6 separate regions of the Mus musculus genome follow, and regions 1, 3, 4, 5 and 6 are each linked to region 2. The links are chromatin contacts, called in public ChIA-PET, Hi-C and HiChIP or PLAC-seq maps. All regions are on one chromosome and are shown on one strand. Each heading gives the region's core, a stretch centred on a gene start, on an enhancer-like site or on the middle of the called end of the contact. The rest is flanking DNA. Distances are from core to core; before and after follow the strand shown. Region 1 overlaps Cdc42se2 (CDC42 small effector 2). Region 2 holds the start of Acsl6 (acyl-CoA synthetase long-chain family member 6). Region 3 overlaps Rapgef6 (Rap guanine nucleotide exchange factor (GEF) 6). Region 4 holds the start of Slc22a4 (solute carrier family 22 (organic cation transporter), member 4). Region 5 holds the start of Slc22a21 (solute carrier family 22 (organic cation transporter), member 21). Region 6 overlaps Rapgef6 (Rap guanine nucleotide exchange factor (GEF) 6).

Region 1 (3,802 bases), core at 962-3,461, 420 kb before region 2:
TAGGAAACTTTTATAAAGAACAGCGTTTAGCTGGGGTTGGCTTACCCTCTCAGACTTAATCCATTCTCATCATGGCAGGGAGCATGACAGTGGAGCAGTAGCTGAGGGTCACATCCTGATCTGTAGGCAAAGGAAAAATCAGAGAGAGATGAGGGGTGAGGGGACAGGAGAACTGGGTTTAGCATGGGCTTTCGAAATCTCAGAATCTCAGTGGCTCCCCCATGGCACACTTCCTCCAACAAGACCTAACAAGATCACACTTCCTAATCCTTCTCAAGTACTGCCACACCCTGATGACGAAGTGTTCACACGTGAGTCTCTTGGTGCCATTCTTATCCAAACCACCACACTTAGGCATTCTGGCATTTTGAAAGGCACATGTCTGCAGGAGGAATGCATCCTAGGAAGCTCTGCTATGCATCTTTCATTGGTAGATTTAGGTTAAGTACTAATATAACTCAATATTTTCTGTTTATTGTTTTTAATAACTTTTGTAGAAACAACACACCTTATAGCCTCATAGCACCCTGTATATCAAGTATTTGAAGGACTAAAATCTTTAAGAATAATGAAAAATAAAAGTAGTATTTATTGTGTTTTCCTCCCATGTCTCAGAGACTTTTTAGTCCCAGATAGATGTGTTTCATGCTGTAGACTCGAGTGCCCAGCTCAGAAACAGGGTTACCTTTGAGGAAGGGTGGAGCTTAGACTGTCCTGGAACCTTCCTGCTTCAGCTCCCAGGCAAACAGTGCTATTACAGCTGTGCGCTCCTTCACCGTACTGTCCATTGCCACAAACAAAACCCTGGGAAGAAAGTCAGAAACGCCTTTTGATGAATTAAGAAGAAAAACAACTGCTGTTTCAAATAACTTAAAAAGCTCTAGCTTTATTTTCCTGTACCTACCCAGTGCCTCACACTGGATTACCCAGTCCTGTCTGCAGGCCGTATGAAAAGTTCCCATTAACTGGCAGCTTTTATGAGTTCTAAAACATTGCCTAAAAGACCCTATTGTTGTAAGTCATCTGACCTCATCTGGGAGATTGTTGTTTATTTAGAAAATACAGTGTGCAGTTTCAGGTCCTGTTGTGTGGTAGCCTGAAAGTCAATGCCTTTCTTGGTCATGAATTCTTAAAGGGCCAAAGTGAAGTTGCTTCTCTGACACCAATAGCATGGGCTTATTTTTTTCCCCCTTGGGTTTTATGAACCTGCAAGAATGGAGGCTCAGGCCTTTGCTTGAGGTTATTGTGGTCGGGTTCTGTCTCTCACATGACTGATATACAAGTACCTCAGAAACTTGCATTTCGCTCCTTTTAAACCAGTAACAGTCTGATGTAAAAGTTTAGAATGAAATGCACATTTTCTGTAACTAAGGACACTTTAGAGATTAATTACCCAGAATTAACAACACATTGATTTGGCTAAGAGTACTTACTGGCCATTCTTCCACAGGACTTGATTTCAGTTCTACCCAAGCTAGGTGGTTCACAATGACCTGAGACCTCAGTTGCAAGGGCTCTCATCCTCTGTCCTCTGCGTACCGTGTGCACACATTTGTGCATACATGCATTCACAGCGTGTAATGCTAACACAAAGTAAGAACATTCTCCTGCTTCTAGTAGGTAAGATAGGAGTTGGAAGGGGCCCAGGGTCAAAGCCAGCCTGGTTTGTATAGTTACTAACTGGTTTGCATAGTTAACTAAATAAAATATTTATGACAAGACTCCATAGCTCTCTTCTTCACAGGAGAAAGGACAGATTGGATGTTTTCAGTATTTAGGAGAGGAGAGTCCGTCATGTTCACTGTTAGTCAGAAAGCATCCAATTAAAGTGATCAGGGACATCCTGACAGCTGGGAAGATTTTCTCTGCTCTACAGCTCTTGAGATGTGAGGGAGGGTGGAGCCCACGGCACCCAGGACTAAGTATAAATGTCTAACTACAAAGGCAGGTGTACTGAGGAGGCTGAGGCAGGAGGATTGCAAATTCCATGCCAGCCATGGGTACTTGGCATGATTCCACTACCCCCAGTCAGCCACCAACCACTAAGCACACCATATTTTTCAAGCATAAGGTGGATTTTTTGTTTTGAACAGCACACTTTTTCAAGTACATGGTATTAAAATTTCAAGACAAACACAGATGCAGTTGTCAGCAGCCAGGGGAATTCCACAGTTGGGCCTCGGCAAAGCAAAACAGGAAGCTTGAGAGGGCGCTCACAGCCCTGCTGTGTGGACTTGGGTAGAGTCACTGTGTTTCCTGGAACACTTCACTCTTACAGGACTCTTCATTAGCTGCCGGCCATGCAAATACTCCTAGTCATGCTTCAGATGCTTTTCATTCTGTATAAGGTCAGGGATTAGAGGCACAAATGTGAACAGTTGTGCTAGAGGAGAGGTGGTTTGGCAAACGTTTCTTTCTATGGAATTTCTGCATCACTACATCATAGTTGGAGTGTCAGTATCTAGTGATTGGGAGTTGACACAGAAGGTCTTGCCACCTTGTGAGCCTTGCCCACATGTGCTCTGCATGCTATCAAAGTGTGTTTATGTCCCTTAGGGAAACTCAGCTGACTGAGAAGAGATGATAGCAAGGAATTCAGATTGATTTTGGTTCGCTATAGTTTAACCTGTCTCAGAGTTCTGTGATTAACAAGGAGTGACTCCTGGTATAGGTAGCAACAGTTACCACCCTCAGAATAACTGCACAAGTGAAGGAAAGCACATGCTGGAGGATCCATTTAAATGAGCTTCAGGAAAATGCTGACAGACATGTGGGCAGTAGATCAGTGCCTACGTGGAGAAGGGATGGGGAAGGGACTTTTAGGAGGATGGGTGTGCTCACTGTGTTGACTGGTGTGGGCTCAAGTGCTTGATCCCCACCCCCTTCCTTTCTGTTTTCATCTCTTCCTTCCTCCACCATCTCATCTTAAGACCTTATCTTAACAAGGACATGTGTCTTTGTGAAAACAGTGAGCTGGAGGCTTCCCACCTTTGCCTTTATGTGTGAGCGTGTCCCTGGGAATGTGTTTGCACACTCTCCCTCAGTAGCTTACTGTGGCAGCTGTTCTCCGAGCCTCACCCAGAAATTCAAGTAAGTCACTTAGTGTAGGGGTGTGGGCCATGTGTGATTTCTTCCTAGCACCACAGGGGGCATGGTGGCTCTTCAGTCTTCAGGGCCAGGATTATAGAAACCAGGATGCCTGGAAGGTGTGACTCCAGTATGCCAGGTCTGCCTAGAGAGGCCCTCCAGCAGGCTGAGTGTACAGCAGAGGCAGTTGCTCTTGCAAGTCAGGTTCCTGTGAGACGTTGGGAGATGGCCCCTGTCCTGCAGATCCTTTGCCCCAGGTGTACAGCTGCTGTCCTTTTCTCCTTGTGATGAAGTCTCTGTCTCTACCCTCCAGAAGGTCTACTAAGCTGTCTCACTTGGGATACTGGAAATTGATCATGCTTTGGAGTACATACGGGTGGGTGAACTAGGATGACTGGCTTCCGAGGGTCACTCTAATGGTTTTTAGCAAAAAGAAGAGGAGACTACTGCCACATCCGTTTTGGCTTTGCTTCTTAAGGCTCTTCTGCAGAATTATGACTTACTGCTCCACACAGGAACAGTGGGGGGGGGGGGGGGGAAGTAAGAGGAGTGTAGTGGGGGCAACATACCCTGAATCTGGGTGAGCAAAGCTAGAAGGGTCTGAACCTTCTCTTGGCTTTCTGAGACCTTCTTGATTAAAAATGAGTGGGGCTCTAGGACACCCTTACTAAAGGCCTGGAGATTAACTTTAGAGAAATAAAGCACAAATGACCTG
Region 2 (3,756 bases), core at 168-2,667:
TGCCTTTCCTTTAGCTCAGAAACAACTTTGTCACCACCGCTGATGGTGCTATCCGAATACCAAATAAGAAATATTAGCATGGGGAGAGCATTTGGCCTGGGCTAGGCCAAGCATTTTCACGTACATTATCAGGTTTAGAGATTCTGCACAGAGCTGGGGCCGAGGTGGGGCTGGAAACCCTTTAGAGGTATTAGCCGGAGGCTTGGAGAGGGGAGAGGCCAGTGCTGAGAAGTAGTATTGGTAAGGGGTGGGCCTGTTGGGAGAGTACAGGTATGGGTGTAGGAATCTGGGGAAAGTACTATGCAGAGATTTATCAGGAGTCCTGTAGCTTCCTAAGAAAGAGGGTGCAAGGATGAGGGAGGGAAAGGGGTGAGGCAGGGGGGAAGCCAGGGTACAGCCTTGGGCAGAGCTAAGGGGCAAGTAACCAGTCTTGTCCTCTGGCTAAAGGGCAGCAGGGACCGCTAGTGAGAAAGGTTTCTGGCTGGATCAGGAAACCCAGGTCAGCTCTGCCGTACAATTCACCAAGGGACCTTGGTGGTGGTGGTGGGGGCAACATAACTTGGATTTTGGTCTCTAGAGATGGACACAGACACAAAAAGTCTGCCCTTCCCTTGGCACGGGGCCTAATCTGATCACCGGTTCTCACCACAAGGAGAAAGGAGCTTGAGAACGGAAGGGGGGTTATGGGGGTCTCAGCTAGTAAGGCCCTTCCTCCGGGCTGACCCAGCTGCTTCCCCAACGCTGCCCATGGACCCCCACCAGAATTGGGGGGCGCCTCGGGGACCTTGAAGGGACAATTCAGCAGCCGCAGCAGAGGGCTCCGCAAGGTGGAGATGTCACACCCGCACCCTGGGCCGAGATACTACAGCTTCCCGGAAATGGTGGTCAGGATCGGACCGGGACTTACCGGCAAACAGCCAGAGAGAACCCCCCGACACCAAGAAGAAGGTCAGCATGTCGGTGAGCCGGCCCAGCCCGGCCCGCACTGCTTCCCAGGCCCGCAGCCCCGCAGCCCCAGAGCCACCGCCGCTGCCGCCGCCGCCGGGTATTTTTAGCCCCCGCCTCCCCGCGCCGCTGCGGAGACCCGGCGGGAGGGGGAGGGCGCAGCGCGCGCTCCTCACGGAACCCGACTCCCAGCCCCGCAGCGCGCCGGGACTCCTGGGCAAAGAGACAGCGGCATCCGAACTGCCGAGCCCGACTGGGGGAGGGGCTGGGCCGCCCGCCCCGCAACGTTCTGGGGGAAACGGGCTGGAGGAAGGGGCTCACGGGCTCACTGCCGCTCCTACCTCACCGTGCCTCCACCCATGAACGACCCTACCTCCACACGACCGGCCTCCAAGGTTTTATGGCTAGGCAGGCTCAAATGGCAGCGGGGGTCCAGGGCTTCTGTCCCAGAAAGTGCACATGCTGAAGTGCCGGTTCCTGGCTGAGTCAGACGCCCCCTAGGACCTGATTTTGTAGTTGCTGGGAGCCACATCTGCAAACCCAAGAGGGAAGGGAGTGATGGGGCGGGGGGGGGGGGGGGGGCATCAAGGTGAGGCTAGATTGGATAATACCCACACTTAATAAGAATGCTCAAGGTCAGGTTGGAGGCCACACAAGGTCACGGGAAGACTCACCAGCTGCCATGTCCCCAGGCATGTCTCATGAAGACACAGGCAGCCACATGGAATCACAGGTGTCTCCCAAGGACACAGGCAGTGATGCATATGTGTGGTACATAAGAGCTCAAGTTCCTCTTAGCTGTGATAAATGGTCATACGGTCACTAGGTTGTTGGTGGTCTCATTGCTGAGCTGAAGAGTGAGCTGAAGAGTTGCAATCCCTTTGTCTGGGAACAAAAGGAGGAAGCCTGGCTCTGTGATTTTCTAAAATAATAAAGGTAGGTATTCTGATGGGGCCTCGATGGACATCTTCAAGTGGATTTCACCAAGGTCCCCTCGTTCTTCAAGCATTCAGGACTCATTAGGCTTCCAGCACCGAGGACAGCGCTCAAGCAGCACAGACCTTGGTCAGGCACTGGTTAAGACAAGGACCCATACCAGGAGTAAGAGGGAGAGAAACCAGACATTAGAGATCAGAAAGCAAGGGGTGGATAGGTGAGATTGGATGCTCTCTGTGCACTTGAACTCATATCTAGGCTTCAATTTCTTTGTGTGTGTATCTGTATGTGTTTATCTGTGTGTCTGTGTTTATCTGTGTGTCTCTCTATGTGTTGGGGAGGGGGTGGTCCTGCATCTTTAGTTTGGTATGTGTCTCTTGGCCTATCTCTGTGAACCTTAGAGATGTACAGTCTGCAGAAACATCTACAGTGAGTCTCTACAATAGACCATTCTTTCCCATTACAGGAACCGGGTCTTGGGAGGGCTGCTCTTGCTTGAAGCCAGTCTCTTCCTGGCAAGGGTTTTGCTGGAATCTTAAACTTGGCAGACACCTCTATGAGAGGATCATGGAGGTGATGTGGCAGGATTGTTCCCAGTGGGTGACACAGCAATCAGAAATCCCTCCTGCATTCCCAGCAGCAGTAGCGAACTAATTGAAGGCCTGCCTGCTCAGGTGGAGACCCCGTCAGGGGACACTTCTAGGCTTGGGAGAGGGCATAGATGGTTTCAAGTCAGACTGGCCTAGGGAGTTGGCCAGAATATCATCACACATTTTTTAAATATAATGAAGCCATAAGCAGGGTTTATCCCATTGCAATTTCTGATCATATGCACTGTAGGGCCTTTTCCTTCTTGTGCCTTCCTTCTGCATTCTGTCAATATCCATTTCACATTATAGTTAGGATGAAAAGATCCATCCCCTTCTCGGATGCTCTGGTCTTTCTATCATCTGTACACTGTTCTATCTGTACACAGTGAATACCTGTTAACAGAGCAGGGGTCCTAGGAGGCAAGCAGCAGGCTCTGGGGCCAGTCCTCTGCAACACCAAGTTGCAGGAGCATCTAGGCTCCTGGGTGGCTTCTGGCAGCCTCTTCTCCAGAGTGATGTCATGGGACACATTTAGCCTGGCCTCCTGCAGGATGCTGCATCCAGTTACTCTTCCTATAGATGTCTCTGTTTCTTGCGAGCATCACAGTTTAAAGCTCTGTGCTGGTGCCGAGCTGGTGATAACTTAGCCGAGTGGGGTTCCGCTTTTCTCTGAGCAGTACTTGGCTTCTCTTGAGGGACATCGACAGGAAGACGCTGGGCTGGCTGTGGGATCACGGCCAGGTCGCTTTTCACTCTAGGTGTGTCCCTTCCACTGAGTCACAGGGCTGTTGTTTTCGGTACTGAGTTACCAAGGGCTTCTTCCTCCTTGTAGATCTCCATCATGAATCAGGCAGCTGTAACTCTGAGATCTCTAGACTGCATGGGTCCAGCAACCTTAGAACACAGAGCGAGAGAAGCCAGCATCCAGAGATGTGCAGGCAAGGTGGGATGAGGCTTTTACATCAAGCCATCAGGTAGCTGTGACCTCCTAGTTCCCACTCATTCATGTACTCATTCACTCTTTAAGCTACTGTGTATTCTGTGCCCTCTTCTGGTAGGAGCTGGAGTGTTGGGCAGGCAAGTCAGAAGCAGCAATAACAGCAGGCCAGTATGGTAAGTCTAGAAACAGAAGGATGGCTCTAACCTAACCCTGGGAGGATCACCTCAGGGATGAATCATTCATATTGGACCTTTAACCTTAGGGTAAATATTTAGATAGAAGATGTCTGTTGATTTACACAATGGAATACTACTCAGCTATTAAAAAAATAATTTATGAAATTCC
Region 3 (3,369 bases), core at 384-2,883, 400 kb before region 2:
GCTATCTATTAATCTTAGTTAAACTATTATTATTATTATTATTATTATTATTATCCTGAATTAACTTACTACTAACCAAAAATATTGAAATGTGAATTTTGTCTAATATACCCATCTAAAAGCTATCAGCTTCCTTTAAGTGTGCTGTTAAACTGATAGGTGGTGGCAAATGGGAGGCAGAGGCAGGCGGATCTCTGTGAGCTTGAGGCCAGACCTGTCTATACAGTGAACTCCATGATAGGATCACAGTTGAGACCATTTTCAAAGTAAATCTTAAAAATTCCATTTATTTTGTGTGTGCATGCATGTGCCACAGTACATGGATGTTAGGGGCAGCTTGTGGGACTCAGTTCTCCCCTTTCACTGTGTAGGTTCAAAGACTGAACTCAGCTCATCAGGATAGATGGCAAATGTTCTTACTCTCCCAAGCCTAATGGGAGCACCAAACCCTGATACTTGTTTTAAAAAACGAAGTAGATCCTGTTCTATGTGGCTTATGCTCCTGCTTCATCTCCCAGTGGCTGTGACTGCAAGCGTATGCCAAATGCAGCATGCCTGACTGGTAGCATCAGTAGCAAACACTCCATTGTGATATGTGGTCTGGGCTCATCTAGCATTTACTCTGCAGGTGTTGGGTTTCCCATAGATCTGTTGGATGGACTGTGTCCTTTCCATTCCCACATCTTCACTCAACTGGGGAAGGCTCAGCTTCCATCACATGCTGGGGCAGCTATAGGATTTAAACTAGTGAGGTCACTATGGAGGCCTGCTGGGTAGTGAGAGACGCTTTCTTCAATAATGTCATCACTGGTAAGGCGCTCATGCTCCTGTAGGCAACCCTACTCAAACTAAACAACAAAAAAAGAACCTAATGTGACCACTCCCAACATTGCACTAGACACACTGGCCAGTGTAGCGAGGCAGAGAAGAGACTGGAAAAGAGCGCCATGAAAATTTGAGGCTGTGAGCATGCAGCTAGATCCCCTGGAACCCAGTGTTAGAACAAGGGAGACTCCATCAAACAGTATTCCAAAGGCAAAGCATCAGACATACTACACACTCACCTGCATATCTTGAGTGGGGAACAGGCTGGCTGGCTGGCTCCCGAGGCCACCCTTGGGATGGCTAGTTCCTCTCAGCTGTTCTCTTCACAGGCTTCACAGGTTTTCGGTTCTCAAGGTGTGCTATGGACTACACCCATGAGCAACAGGTACCCAAGTATGTAAATTACTATGATTGTTACCATGACCTGCTAACAAATTACAAGGTGGGTAGGTGACAGCAAACATTGTTAGTTCTGAGTTCTAAAAGCTCAAACTCAAGGTGAAGGCAAAGACTTGTTTCCCAAAGAATGTAACATAGCTCCTTTTGAAACTGCCCATTCTTATCTTGAGCAAAAGGTTGGGAAAACCCTGTGTTGGGATGAGAATCTGGAGCCTACAGGTGTTAGTTCCCACATGAGAAAACCTACATATATAGAAGGGACTGGGAGATAACTTTACTGCCAAGGTCTAGAGTGACCTGAATCCAAAAAAAGAAATGGCCACCTGAGTATCACCCAAGGCTGGGTAGAGAGGCTGCACAGGCTCACTGGCTGACTAGGTCCCTCACACAGTGGTTTCCTGCTTCCTCTACTCACTGGACTACGTGGGGCCCACTGTTCTGTCACAGCACGTGTCTTACCCTTCCTTACAGGTTTCAGTCTACACTGTGGCTCTGACGACCTTGATGTGAGCAGACCTCCTAGAAAGCTCATTCTCCAATAAAAAGGGACCATGCTTTTATTTGAGACCATCCTTGAGATGATGCCCTAGTATGAATGGAGGCTGCCAAGTTCTTTAGGGCCCAACAGCATTTGTACCAACTGTGACAGTTTGCCCATGGATATTTCTGTTAGGAAGCAAGTTCAATGGGGTTTAAAGTCATTGTTACTCCATTTGCAACAAAGAACATCTTTTAAATTACAGTAGTTTTACAGATTATATGGCTGATAGTAATATAAGACTCTCGATTTCTCTGGTGACTTGGGAGAACACAGAGGAGAACTTGGCAACACAGGTCCCAAGTTGGCATTCTTGTTAAGTTTAGTTAGGGTGTCCTAGGCTGGTGTCCTAGGCTGGCTCCAAACTATCCATTTAGTGGAAGGTGACTTTGAAATTCTGGTCCTCTTGACTCCATCTCCCCAGCGCTGTAGATGTAGCTATGTTGTAATATCCACTTTTTGTTTTTTGAGACAGGGTTTCTCTGTATAGCCCTGGCTGTCCTGGAACTCACTTTGTAGACCAGGCTGGTCTCGAACTCAGAAATCCGCCTGCCTCTGCCTCCCGAGTGCTGGGGTTAAAGGTGTGTGCCACCACGTCTGGCTGTAATATCCACTTTTGTGTGTTTCTAGGAATCAAGTCCAGGGCTTTGTGCATGTTAAGGGAGGCAAGCAATCTCCTGATGAGCCACCCTGAAGCCTGAACACTCCCTTGGAAGTGACCTGGGTAACTATTCCATGGGTTCTATGTACTTGGGAAGGAAGCACACACAGTTGATGCATGTTCTTTATTGGTTCCGATGTATTAGGAGATGTGGTAATAAATGATACCCTTACATTTTCTTAACCAAAATATAACAAGTATTTACACTCAGTAAAAATACAAAGCATACAGAGGCACTGTCTTTCTAAAAGACATAAGTTTAAGAGGCATCAGAAAGTAGGAGACAACATTGCTTGTGACAGGATGCCTTACAATCAATGAATTGTGCAGATAATTGTCACTTGATCATAGCAACTGTGCAATTTTGCTTTTGTTTTTGATAAACTCACATTTCAATTTTAAAACATCTATCAAGTTCAACTGCATTCATTCTGTACAATAAAAATAAAGAGGCCTTTTAAACAACAAGAAAGCTAAAGATGACTGGGGCTCAAGTTTGATTTGAAAATGTACCCGACTTGTCTCGGTGGACCCCGCCTGTAGCGTGTAACAGAACGCTGCACGGGCACACCCAGCGTCTTCTAGAATGTTTCCACCCAAATAATCACTGGGTTGAATGTTTAAGGAAACCTTTCTTCCTTCCTCTTTCTTTGTAATTATATAAGGTGACCCTATGGCTATTCCTGCTCTTCCAGCTTGGTAGAGATCATGGAGGTAACCAACATGCCACCCTCATGAATACTCTCTAAAGGATTTTTTTCCCCAAAGATCATTTATAAAGACATCAATTAGAGGAAATGAAATCTGGTGATTCCGAGTAACCTTGCTGTAAGCAGTGGCTGGATTCACTAATCTCTTAATGGTTTACTCTGAGATTTTGTTGAAATTTATTATTTGGCAAAACTCTGCACTAAAAGTCTCCTGCTTTGACAGTCTTGGCAGGTGC
Region 4 (3,414 bases), core at 543-3,042, 280 kb after region 2:
CCATTGCTGGGATTATAGGTATATACTACATGTTTGACATCAGTGCCAACATTTTGAGGCAGATGGCACTGCTCATTCATTGGACCTCAGGTTCCAAGAGGGTTCCTGTGCATGGCGTGGGCACTGACCCTGCAGCCTGCCAAGGCCCAGCTCAATTCTGTGTCTTGTGGTGACTTCATCTTCATTCTGTGTGGTGGCTTCATCTTCTTTGCTCACTCTCCTCAGTCCTTCAGTCTTGTTCTTTGGGAATCATTCTTCAAAAAATAAACAGCTAGTTCTTGACTCTGTTTATGTTTGTTAGTAATTTGAAGTGGAAGAACAGAACCTAAGTGAGATTCCGACCACAACACACCACCACTCAAGCATTTCAGAAGTAAAGAAACCCTGCGAGTACTCTCACTGGATTAATAAGCACGGATCCAGGCACAGAAGTGCACAGCTTTAATCCCAGCACTTGGGAGGCAGAGACAGGCAGAGCTAGCTCTGTGAGTCAAGACCAGCCAGGTCTACATAGCAAGTTCCAGGACAGCCAGGGCTACATCCGAAGACCCTGTCTCAAACGAACAAAAGTAAAAAGCTAGTGTCCTGGCATACTAGGAGATGCGGCTTAAATGACAGGAAAAGAAATGTAAGTTACTGGTGGGAAGTCAGCCTAACAGTAGGACTCATGGGGGAAACTAACAAAAACAAAGAAAAAAGCAGAAGTCTCCTTCAGTTCCTTGCCAGAGTCTGATGAGACAACCCGGTTTGTGCAAAGTGTTGGGCTACTCAGCCTTACAGTCTCTCCAGGCCTGTGGATCCCAGGCTAGGGGAGCCCAGCTCTAGCTTGGGCTAGCTTGTACACTGTGCCCAGGACCTTAGATGTGAATACTGAGCAGAGAGAGAAAAAAGGCAATCCCGCTTTTGGTTACCCTGCCAGTTCTGAGGGCCAAATCTCACCAGTTTGTCCTCTCTCTGTCCCTTCCTCCCTCTGTTCCTAGACTAGAATGGGCCTTTCTGCAAATAGCCTTTCAGTCCAAGAAGGCTTTGGCACCGTGCCGCAATAAAGGACTCCGGGTGCCCCGAGAGTGCAAAAGGACAAACACCGAGCCCAGGCGTGGTGACTCCTCTATGCTCCCTCAGTGGGCCGACTTCCCTCTGGTGTCTCTATAAAGGCCACAGGGAATCTTTCGAAAGGACACTAGAACGACTCAGGGGCCCGTGATCCAGCCCTTCTAATCCAGGGCGCGCCTCTGACTCAGCATGACCTCGCACATCCTTTTCTGGCTCCAGGTCCACAGTCGCCTCTTTGCAAGGTGAGGATCCTGCTTTTCCAAGGACGCTTCTCGGGCCGCCGCCGTCCCGTGATGGACTACGGCCATGCTAAGGTTCATAAGTGAGTTCCCACGCTGGTGTGTGTGAAGAGGTGGCGCTCCTGTCCCCCACACAGGTCTCTTGGGAGCGCAGACTTGATTAACTGACCGGTCCGCCTGCTCATAATCCAGGCTGGGATTGTGGAGCAACGAACTCCTGCTCCGGGCTAGGCCTGGCTTTCGGGACGCTCCTCCCTGTCGCTCTCCCTCCCACGTGGGGCCGAGAAAGCCGGAGCTCCTAGCTGCACGCGCGTTGTCCGGCCGATTCCGGGCGGGAGGCCTGCGTGGAAGGCCGCTGGGTGCAAGGAACGGAGCAGGAGGCTGAGCCGGCCCGAGAGCTCCGCCCAGATCGGTGGAGTGCAGTGGCCTTTCGCTGCCTAGCCGCACGGGGGTGTGGTCCAGAGGACTCGGCTTCCCGGCGCTCCGCGCCAACCCCTGGGAGTTTTGCAGCACCCACGGCGTGTTTGCACGCAGCCACCTAGGAAGATCCCCTCAGCGCGCCGCAATCGCTGAATCCTTTCTCTCCACCCACCTCCCTCACGCAAGCTGAGGAGGAGAGGTGGAAACATGCGGGACTACGACGAGGTGATCGCCTTCCTGGGCGAGTGGGGGCCCTTCCAGCGCCTCATCTTCTTTCTGCTCAGCGCCAGCATCATCCCCAATGGCTTCAATGGTATGTCAGTCGTGTTCCTGGCGGGGACCCCCGAGCACCGTTGCCTGGTTCCTGACACTGTGAACCTGAGCAGCTCCTGGCGCAACCACAGCATCCCCTTGGAGACGAAGGACGGACGACAGGTGCCTCAGAGCTGCCGCCGCTACCGACTGGCCACCATCGCCAACTTCTCTGCGATGGGGCTGGAGCCAGGACAGGACGTGGATCTGGAGCAGCTGGAGCAGGAGAGCTGCCTGGATGGCTGGGAGTACGACAAGGACATCTTCCTGTCCACCATCGTGACAGAGGTAGGTGGTAGTGCTGGAGCTGGACATTGGGAATGGAGACTCCGTTGCATCCGTGCCCCCAACAGCCCCTGACAGTGCCTGGGTCAGTGTCACCTACTGTCTCAAAACTTCCAGGCACAGAGTGGGGTTGTGAGTGTATTCTCAGCGCACACTCAGAGCTGATGAATTTCTGTGTGGCATGGAGGGGATGAAAAAAAGAGAGTGTTGTCATCAACTGCCTTTTCCTTTCTGAGTTTCACAACAGAGTTTCCCAAGAGCCCTGGTGCTTCCCTGGGCAGGCCAAACCAGACTGTCTTGATTTATAGTCATAGCTATTTCCTTGCTACAGAGAATGGCTACAGTGGTCTGTTGATGGACACAAGGAAGGGTCTTGAGACAGAAGGGCCTCTATGTCGAGGCCCCCACTTTCTCGAAAAAGAGGCAGCAGCCCCTTCCTTGACACTGGTTGGATGTAAGGAGTCAAAACTAGAACCTGGCCTTTGGACACTCAAGGAAAGACCCGTACTTCTGAGGGAAGTGTAAGCTGGTGATCAAGGCTCCAGCTGAGCCCACTGCCTTACCTCTAAGTGATCAGGGAATAGGTTCCCCAAGTCACCAGAGTCTGAATGTGGACCTACTACTCCCTCTTAGTTTCCTGCTGCGTATTTGCTGAGGACCAGGTCATAACAGATAAGACAAGCACTGTTTCTGGCAAGAGCATCACCCAGAACTGATTACCTGCTGTTGGTCAAGCTGGTAGAAAATCTGCCTTCCCACCATTGCTGCTTCTGGTCTGTCTTTTTTTTTCCCTAGGCTGGTTAAACAAAAAACCAACTAGGTTCCTCCCAATGAGATCTCTGGGAACAACAGCCTCAATTTCTTATCTCTTTCCCTCAGCACTACAGAGCAGTCAACAGAAAATGTGTCTGGCCCCAGGGTGTAGACAGCTAGGGTGTGGGTCCCACCTGCAGAGCTCTGATGCCTGTGGGCATGCCAGCTGTGTTGTTAGGAGAGCTGATGTCAGCCCTACTTAGCTGTTGGCCTTCAGGAGCCAAAAATTCAAATCATAGCTTGTTTTATGTGTGACTTTGGGTAAATAAACTCCTTTCTCTTTGTGGAATAA
Region 5 (3,836 bases), core at 601-3,100, 320 kb after region 2:
GAAGTCCCAAGACTTAATATGAAAGACAGGGATTGGTGATTTTTAATAAGAATCAAATGCATTTCAATACTTTCCATGCCAACTTAATAATAAAATAATAACATAGTCTTACAATTAATTCCATACTCTTTAAGGAAAAGCTTTTCTTACACAACTGGGATCCAATCCAAGGTCTGGTGCATGTGAGGCCACACCCCAGCTCTAAAGGCTTCTACTATGAGCACTGGCAGGGAGAAAGAACACAGGACAGCCACTTACATCTCAACCTCACATGTCCCTGCAAGTACCAATATGTAACGATACTTCAAATTGTTAGTTCTTTATGCAAAACTTGAATCTGACCACGTAAAATTTTTATTTACTAGATCTGGACATTTTATTAATATGGCTGTGACAATTATTGTTGTCAACTTGACAGGGTCTAGAATCACCTAAGAGAGAAACCTCTAGGTGTCTGTGAGGAAGCTTCTAGATCTCATTAGTTGGAGTGAGAAGAGTGACCCTCAGAGAGGCAGCATCTGTTCCATGGCCTTTGGTCCAGGACTAAGTAAGAGGAGAGAAAGCAAGCTGAGCACCAGCATTTCTCTCTCCTGGCTTCCTGACTGAGGCGACTGTGACAAGCTGACTCCTGCCACCCGGCCTTCCCAGAGTGACCGACTCTACCCTCTAAGCACAAGCCCAAACCTCTTCTCCCTTAAATTGCTTTTGTCTCTGTAACCAGAAAAGTTACGAATACAACAGCTACCAAGACAATTTTAATGATAATGTGCATCTGCTGTACACACCTGTTGTCCCTGCTACTAGAGAGGATGAGGCAGGTGGTCATTTGTGACCAAAGTTGCAGGTAAAGCCAGGGAAATACAGTAGGCCCCATCTAAATAAGTAAATAAATAAATAAATAAAATTATAAATGTAACTTCTCATTTCATTTGACAATATTACTTTAGAATTACACAATTGCTATTTTTATACCTTATCTTTTTAATTTTAGGAAATACTATTTGCACAAAACAATGGATTTCATTGTAAGGCTCTGTGTTTGTTTTAAGACGGGTTTCACTGTGTAGTCCTGACTGGCCTGGAACTATGTAGATCACCAGTCAGCTCCTGAATTAACTGTAAAAAATAACTAATTTGAGGGTATAATCCTAGACTAAGATCCTTAATCTTGAAGTTAAATTTTTATATTTGCTTAAGTCGATTTGATGAATAACTGAATGATTTCTTAATCTTTAAAAACATAAAGCACAGAACAGAGCCTAGAAATTGAAATTCATTGCCCACAGCCTCATGACCACAGCCTCAAAATTTGTCTCAATCTCTTAATGATTATTATAATATGACATTATGTGAGTGGGCGTTTTGATTGCATGTATGTCTGTGCACTATATGTGACAGGGGACCAGAAAAGGGGATTAGTTCCCCCGGAACTGGAGTTACCAGAAGGTTGTAAGCCTCCAATGCGTGCTGGGAATTGAACTCAGGTCCATTGAAGGAGAAGACTTTTGGTGGGATACAATCCCTTTCTGACCCATAACAAAAAGTTGAGAGGGTGTTTCATACCGAAATCCTACGCCTTTCTCCAAGTCAACACCCAGCTTGGTCACAACTTCCCCCAAAGGAGCCCTGGGGACCAGCTCGGGGTTGTGGCTTGAGAAGACCCATCCCTCCCTCTAGCAGCAGCTTCGGGGCGGGGACTACAGCGGCCCCGCCCCCAGCCCGACTCGCTCGGGGGGTGTGGCTTGAGAAGACCCGTCCCTCCCTCTAGCAGCAGCTTCGGGGCGGGGACTACAGCGGCCCCGCCCCCAGCCCGACTCGCTTGCTCTCGACTGGGAAGGACTTTACCTCAGGGCGTTCCTCAGCGAACAGCTCAGAGTAGTAGGCAAGGGACTCCTAGGCTCCCTCACACCCGCGCAGTTCTGAAGCCAGGCTCCATCCCGCTTCCGCACTGTCCAGCCAGCTCGGAGACCGGGACCAGACCCGCCTCACGTACAGGCGCGTCCAGTGCCCACTACGGATCACTCAGACTCCTGCCGCGCCCACCCCACGGTTCGCCTCAGGACTGCACGGCCGGCCTTGCAGTCTAGGCCAGACTCCGCGCGGAGTCCATCATGGCCTCACGTCCTCGGTGTCTCTGGCGCTGGCGGGGTCTGAGGCGGCGGGAGGAACTCACGAGCTTCTCCGTGTGGAAAACGTCTCCCGACGCTTTCTCGAACTCCTCTTCGACGAGTGACTGGTGCTCCGCGTGCACGGACAAACCGTGCGCCGCCCACTGCGCCCGAGTATCCTCGGATTCCCGGCGGGACGCCGTGGGCTGCCGACTCTATGCTTGACTACGACGAGGTGACCGCCTTCCTGGGCGAGTGGGGGACCTTCCAGCGCCTCATCTTCTTCCTGCTCAGCGCCAGCATCATCCCCAATGGCTTTACTGGGTTGTCAGCCGTGTTCCTGACGGCGATCCCGGAGCACCGTTGCCGGATACCAGACACCGTGAACCTGAGCAGCGCGTGGCGCAACCACAGTATCCCGATGGAGACGAAGGACGGACCAGAGGTGCCTCAGAAATGCCGCCGCTACCGACTGGCCACCATCGCCAACTTCTCTGAGCTAGGGCTGGAGCCGGGACGGGACGTGGACCTGGAGCAGCTGGAGCAGGAGAACTGCCTGGATGGCTGGGAGTACGACAAGGACATCTTCCTGTCCACCATCGTGACAGAGGTAGGTGACAGCCCCCCTGTCAGGGTCTGGTGACATCGCAGGCAATGGTTGTTCCTTAGTTTAACCACAAGCTCCCTGGTGATGAGCATCCTTTAAGAACATTTTATGAGATGACTTCTAGCCATAGTACGCCCCTCAGAGGACAAATGTCTGGCAGACCATCCGTCCATAGGGTCCCATTGAAGATAGAGTCCAGAAGGTTCTGCCCCTAGGAGATGCCCTGAGACCCTGAGTGGTGGGACTTTCTCGAGGTAGTGATGTGATTCAGAGGGGCCGGATTCAGACTTGCTCCAGAGAAGAGACCACAGGTTTTAGCCTCTGTTCAGAAAGGAAAGACTCTTTGCAGAACTTTTTAAAGTTAAAGAAACGTGTGTTCCAAACTCTCTACCCTTTCTGGAGTTATTCTTTCTTCCCTCACCTATCCTTACCCCAAAATGAAGTCTTGCCATGCCCCAGGAGAAACTGTTTTCCATTTGCCAGCGATGGATTGTTACTTCTTAAGGACCCATGTGTCTGCAGATCTATCCAGGGTGACTTGTTGGTATGGAGTCTTTTCCACAGTATTCTGGGACAAGATCACTGAAGAGGTTAGGTAAGGCATGTAAGGTTACTCTGAAGAGCGATGGAAACCTAATTCCTCATTCCCTTACACTTTATTCTTGGGTGACTTTGACATTTCTCAGTCACTCAGCTGGGGGATGTGACATGCTGTTTAATGGTGCATGTGGATGTGTTTAGTGACTTGGGCACCTGGGGTTTGTACCCACTCCTCTATCCCCATAATAGAAAAATAATCCTCATTATGTATGAGGTCAAGAGGTACTTTTTGGAGCTAGAGAGATAATTCAGTGGATAAGAGTGCTTACTGCTCAATCATAAAGAAAGACCTAATTTTAGATACAAGCCCCTTGGGGAAAAAAATGGAGGAAAGAATTAAAGAGGTTCTCATATAAAGGACCTGAGTTCAGTTTCTAGAACCCACACCAGGCAGCTTTCTACCACCTGTAACTCCAGTCTCAGATAATCCAGCACCGTCTTCTGCTCAGGACATGTAACATGCACTCACATAGACAAATACTCATACACACATTTTTTTAAAATAATATTTTGTAAAAACA
Region 6 (3,506 bases), core at 16-2,515, 310 kb before region 2:
AGAGAAGCAGAACCAGAAAGAGCAATGAAGCAACAGAAATACAACATACTGGGCAGAGAAAGAGTGCCAGCAACAGGATCACAGAGAAGAATGGAGAAAAAACAGGTAAGCCATAGGACACAAAACGACCTTAGAGACAGGCAGGAAAGAAAGCCGTATCTGCAATTACAGCCTCCCTGCTGTCAGAACTGCTTCCACATTTTCTCTGTGGGCCAGCATATTAATCTTCTGGCCTTTGTTAATTCACATTAGGGCTCAGATGACAACTTAGTCTTGCTTTATGCACAATTTATAGTGCCTTTGGATTCCTCTTTATTTTTAAGTAGTTAATAATCCAGAATGAATATACAATGAGCTCCTTTAAGACTAGAAAAGATGGTTTGTAACAGTCTGCTGCTATGGCCTGGACCATTATCCTCTTTTCCTTTTTGAGACAGGGTTTCATGTGGCCCAGATGGGCCTTGACCTGTAGCCAAGAAGGCCTTTAAACTTCTGATCTTCCTGCTGCCATTTAGGATTATAGGTATATGCTCCTATGCTCAGTTTATGAAGTGCTAAGGTTGAACCTAATGGTAACGGTAAGCACTCTACTAACTGGGCTACATACATCTTCCTCCCTTTTCAACAGTGCTAGGCATCAAATATAGGGCCACCCAAGGCTCCTTTAGCCAAGGCATATCCCCAGATCCTAAAACTTTTTAAAAAAGAGTTATTCATTTATTTATGAATATGAGTGGTGCTCTGTCTTCATGAACACCAGAAGAGGGAATCACATACCATTAAAAATGGCTGTGAGCTACCATGTAGGTGCTAGAAATTGGACTCAGGATTTCTGGAAGAGTAGTCAGTACTCTTAACCATTGCACTATCTCTCCAGCCCATAAAAATTATAACTATTTTCATTATATGTATATGAATGTTTTGGCTACATGTATTGTAAGTAAACTGCATGTGTGCCTGGTGTCCACAGAGGTCAGAAAAGGGCATCTAATTCCCTGCACTGGGGTTATTGATGGTTGTGAGCTGCTATATGGAGCTAGGAGCCAAAATCACAAGTGCTCTTACATGGAGCCATCTCTCCAACACCCTAAAAATTCTTAATAGAAAGAAATCTTAACTTCAAGATGATGGTGCTGGAAGGTGGAGCCTCTGAGCAGCTAAAACCTCACCAAGTTATTAGAATCCTCATGAATGGGTAGTGCCTCACGGGTAGTACTATACGAGGCCAGAGGAAGCCCATCCAACCTTTCTTCCATATGAGGAAATAGCTAGATGGTGCCATCTACAGATCAGAAAGAGATCTTTCACAGGATAGCAAATTTGTCATTACTGTAATTTGGAATTCCCAGCATCTAAAACCATGAAAAGTGAATTTCTACTGTTTGTGAGCTACCCAGTGCACGGCATTTTTTTTTGAAACAGCAGCTTGAATGGACTATGATAGTATCTCATATACAATATCCTATTCTGTAACCAACATGTACTTTAAAGCAAAAAGAAGGATTCTCATTAACTGTAAAATGAACAGATGAATAAATTTAACTATATGTGGTGGCTCACGCTTACAATCCCAACATATGAAAGACTGAATCCCTGAGTTCTAGACCAGCCCAGAGTAACACTGGTGGTTGGCATGGTTAAGAGAGTAAATATGAAGACTCAAATGGAAGAGATGGACAATGGTCGACTAAAAGGAGCAGAATAATCACAGGATTAGAATGATAATATTAAGAGATGGTAGGAGACTCACTTTTGTAGGATAGTTAGCAAACTGAGCCCGCCCTAGGCAGATCATTAAAAAGATTATGATAAATAGGTTAAGCACAGGGGTCTAGTAGGACAAGGATTAAACCTCTCTTGGTTTTCCTTTCCTGTCACATGTACTTTGTACATATAATGCGGTGAGTACAAGCTGACTCTACGATGAGTTGGCCTTCACCAAATAAACCATCAGAGAATATCTCTTTCCTGTTTGCAACTAAACATGAAGCTACAGTAAAAGGTGCCACATGTTTAATGAAAATGTTATACAAACTTATAAAAACCACATTTAAAATTGAGGTTTAAGTGTTAAGCCAGCACTTCATATTTTCAATGCTTTTCCTTTCAGCATCATCATGTCCAGGTTCCCTTTTCAGGGACCATTCAGCTTTTAAGCTCATCTTGTCTTCTTGGTCAGAGGAGAATTTTGTGCAATGAAATCTTCCACAATTCTGCAGTCCAGGATAGCCCTGTCCATTTCTCTCCTCTGCCTTACAGACCAACATTTTAGTTAGCAGAGATATTTTGCCATTTACCTTGAAACCAATACTGGTATTTACTTCAAATATTATTCACCTTGAATTTTTTTCTAGATTACTTCTAAGTACCACAGTGCTTGACTCAGCAAAAGAAACAAGATCAGTAAAAACATAAACTCCCATCTGCATAAATTTATTCTGATAATAAATACACACAAAACACCAAAAACACAGCTAAGAAAAAGCATGCTGAGGGTCCAGCAGCATGTACTCTTGCCATGAAGCAGACTCTAAGTGCTGTAGGAAACTAATGGAATACAGAACCAGATGGCAGATGGTAGTGGGAAATGAAAGGCTTGAAATTCGTAGTTTGGTAAGAGCGAAGCACTGAAATTTCATTAATAGAATACTATTTAAGCCATCACATTCTTGCAATTTGTTTCAAGTAGGAGTTTAAATTAAATGGCACTGTATGTGGGTAGTGGGTAACTTAGCCTTGGACAAGGGCATAGATGGTGTCTTTTTGTATTTGTATTTTTCCTAGGATTAATACTACAGATTAAACCCCAGGACCTTGTTCATACCAGGCAAGCACTCCACTGTCAGATCACAAATTCTCTAGCTGCCTTTTTCTTCCAGAAACGAGGCCACAGCTCGGAGCAGCTCAGCCTCTGGTCAGACCTGGTAAGGAAGCTCACTGTGCAGCTCTTCTACTTCTCCCAGCTACAAGCTGCATTTATGTGCTGCCTAGTGCCTGCCTTCAAGCTGCAGGATGAAGCTTGTCTACCCTGTTCATCAGAGAAGCTAAAAGAATCAGCGCCCCCACCCTTCCCCTTCTCTCTGGATTTCAAGTGCAGGTTCTCTCGCATCCCTCCTCACTTTCGGGAACCCAGTCATGCTCTACAGCACGGGAGTTATAGCTGATTACAGCTTTGCTCAGGATCTGAAGAAATGCCCTCCTCTTCCCTGCAGGCTCTATAATGCTTCCTATGGTCTGATATTTTTTTTTTTCTTGTCTAATGTTCTTTCATTTTAAGGCTTGATAATGCCTCCTTTATACACCATGGTCATGGGGGTGGGAATCCTTCCTCTCTCCAGATCATAGCCCTTTCTGAAGGAAAATTTTGTGCCAGCTCCTTTTTGCAAATCTACATTTTTAAGTAACATCTATCACCGAGTGACACCCCTACTGAACAGATGATATTCCTAACAGAAAATTGAAAGACCGGTGGCTAAAGAACATTTAGCAGAACAAAGCTAATTGGG

The links. A called contact is a pair of places that touch in the nucleus more often than the background predicts. ChIA-PET counts read pairs in DNA pulled down with a chosen protein or histone mark. HiChIP or PLAC-seq counts read pairs in DNA pulled down with a chosen protein or histone mark.
Region 1: an RNA polymerase II ChIA-PET map of memory CD8 T cells shows a contact between it and region 2, with 9 read pairs. The contact joins the enhancer-like site here to the promoter of Acsl6 in region 2. A contact is called at or near these places in 1 of 39 promoter capture datasets (cranial neural crest) and 3 of 115 datasets of contacts at active chromatin or transcription factors (embryonic stem cells, large pre-B cells and memory CD8 T cells).
Region 3: a contact with region 2 is called in a Hi-C map of CD8 T cells, with 2.0 times the contacts expected there. The contact joins the enhancer-like site here to the promoter of Acsl6 in region 2. A contact is called at or near these places in 1 of 39 promoter capture datasets (cranial neural crest), 6 of 484 Hi-C or Micro-C datasets (the Ba/F3 cell line, CD8 T cells, the HL-1 cell line and 3 more) and 2 of 115 datasets of contacts at active chromatin or transcription factors (embryonic stem cells and large pre-B cells).
Region 4: a contact with region 2 is called in an H3K4me3 HiChIP or PLAC-seq map of stem cell-derived neural progenitor cells, with 3 times the contacts expected there. The contact joins the promoter of Slc22a4 here to the promoter of Acsl6 in region 2. A contact is called at or near these places in 2 of 39 promoter capture datasets (the C10 cell line and hippocampal neurons), 5 of 115 datasets of contacts at active chromatin or transcription factors (embryonic stem cells, pancreatic cancer cells and stem cell-derived neural progenitor cells) and 1 of 9 other capture datasets (liver).
Region 5: a contact with region 2 is called in an H3K4me3 HiChIP or PLAC-seq map of embryonic basal ganglia, with 4 times the contacts expected there. The contact joins the promoter of Slc22a21 here to the promoter of Acsl6 in region 2. A contact is called at or near these places in 10 of 39 promoter capture datasets (the 3T3-L1 cell line, the SN4741 cell line, cranial neural crest and 6 more), 2 of 484 Hi-C or Micro-C datasets (bone marrow-derived macrophages and cortical neurons), 7 of 115 datasets of contacts at active chromatin or transcription factors (astrocytes, differentiating embryonic stem cells, embryonic basal ganglia and 3 more) and 4 of 9 other capture datasets (adipose tissue, embryonic stem cells, liver and 1 more).
Region 6: a contact with region 2 is called in an H3K4me3 HiChIP or PLAC-seq map of bone marrow-derived macrophages, with 2.4 times the contacts expected there. The contact joins the enhancer-like site here to the promoter of Acsl6 in region 2. A contact is called at or near these places in 2 of 39 promoter capture datasets (the 3T3-L1 cell line and pre-B cells), 1 of 15 datasets of contacts at CTCF or cohesin (large pre-B cells), 2 of 115 datasets of contacts at active chromatin or transcription factors (bone marrow-derived macrophages and memory CD8 T cells) and 2 of 9 other capture datasets (adipose tissue and embryonic stem cells).

The regions. Positions count from the first base shown.
Region 1 is chr11:54,725,965-54,729,766 of GRCm38.p6, reverse strand. All of the region lies in intron 3 of Cdc42se2 (CDC42 small effector 2), which reads left to right. Among named protein-coding and RNA genes, the nearest start is that of Cdc42se2, 60 kb to the left of the region's middle. Within about 2 kb of position 2,211, at least 168 of the 459 cell types and tissues checked have an H3K27ac peak or open chromatin away from gene starts, as enhancers often do. A contact at or near this core is called in memory CD8 T cells, where this site is marked.
Region 2 is chr11:54,301,485-54,305,240 of GRCm38.p6, reverse strand. It overlaps Acsl6 (acyl-CoA synthetase long-chain family member 6), which reads right to left and starts at 1,417. Exons shown (of 21, transcript NM_001033598.1): 1 at 1,319-1,417. Gm51861 (a long non-coding RNA gene) reads left to right here and starts at 1,540. Exons shown (of 3, transcript XR_003949553.1): 1 at 1,540-1,881; 2 at 3,304-3,414; 3 at 3,530-3,756.
Region 3 is chr11:54,698,450-54,701,818 of GRCm38.p6, reverse strand. It overlaps Rapgef6 (Rap guanine nucleotide exchange factor (GEF) 6), which reads right to left. Exons shown (of 29, transcript NM_001252494.1): 29 at 2,533-3,369. Among named protein-coding and RNA genes, the nearest start is that of Cdc42se2, 88 kb to the left of the region's middle. Within about 2 kb of position 1,633, at least 18 of the 459 cell types and tissues checked have an H3K27ac peak or open chromatin away from gene starts, as enhancers often do. A contact at or near this core is called in CD8 T cells, where this site is marked.
Region 4 is chr11:54,026,482-54,029,895 of GRCm38.p6, reverse strand. Slc22a4 (solute carrier family 22 (organic cation transporter), member 4) reads left to right here and starts at 1,792. Exons shown (of 10, transcript NM_019687.4): 1 at 1,792-2,312. The coding sequence starts at 1,920.
Region 5 is chr11:53,978,347-53,982,182 of GRCm38.p6, reverse strand. It overlaps Slc22a21 (solute carrier family 22 (organic cation transporter), member 21), which reads left to right and starts at 1,850. Exons shown (of 10, transcript NM_019723.3): 1 at 1,850-2,718. The coding sequence starts at 2,326. Gm30927 (predicted gene, 30927) reads right to left here and starts at 2,152. Exons shown (of 4, transcript NR_168634.1): 1 at 1,846-2,152; 2 at 786-874; 3 at 151-223.
Region 6 is chr11:54,615,555-54,619,060 of GRCm38.p6, reverse strand. All of the region lies in intron 7 of Rapgef6 (Rap guanine nucleotide exchange factor (GEF) 6), which reads right to left. Among named protein-coding and RNA genes, the nearest start is that of Rapgef6, 94 kb to the right of the region's middle. Within about 2 kb of position 1,265, at least 18 of the 459 cell types and tissues checked have an H3K27ac peak or open chromatin away from gene starts, as enhancers often do. A contact at or near this core is called in bone marrow-derived macrophages and memory CD8 T cells, where this site is marked.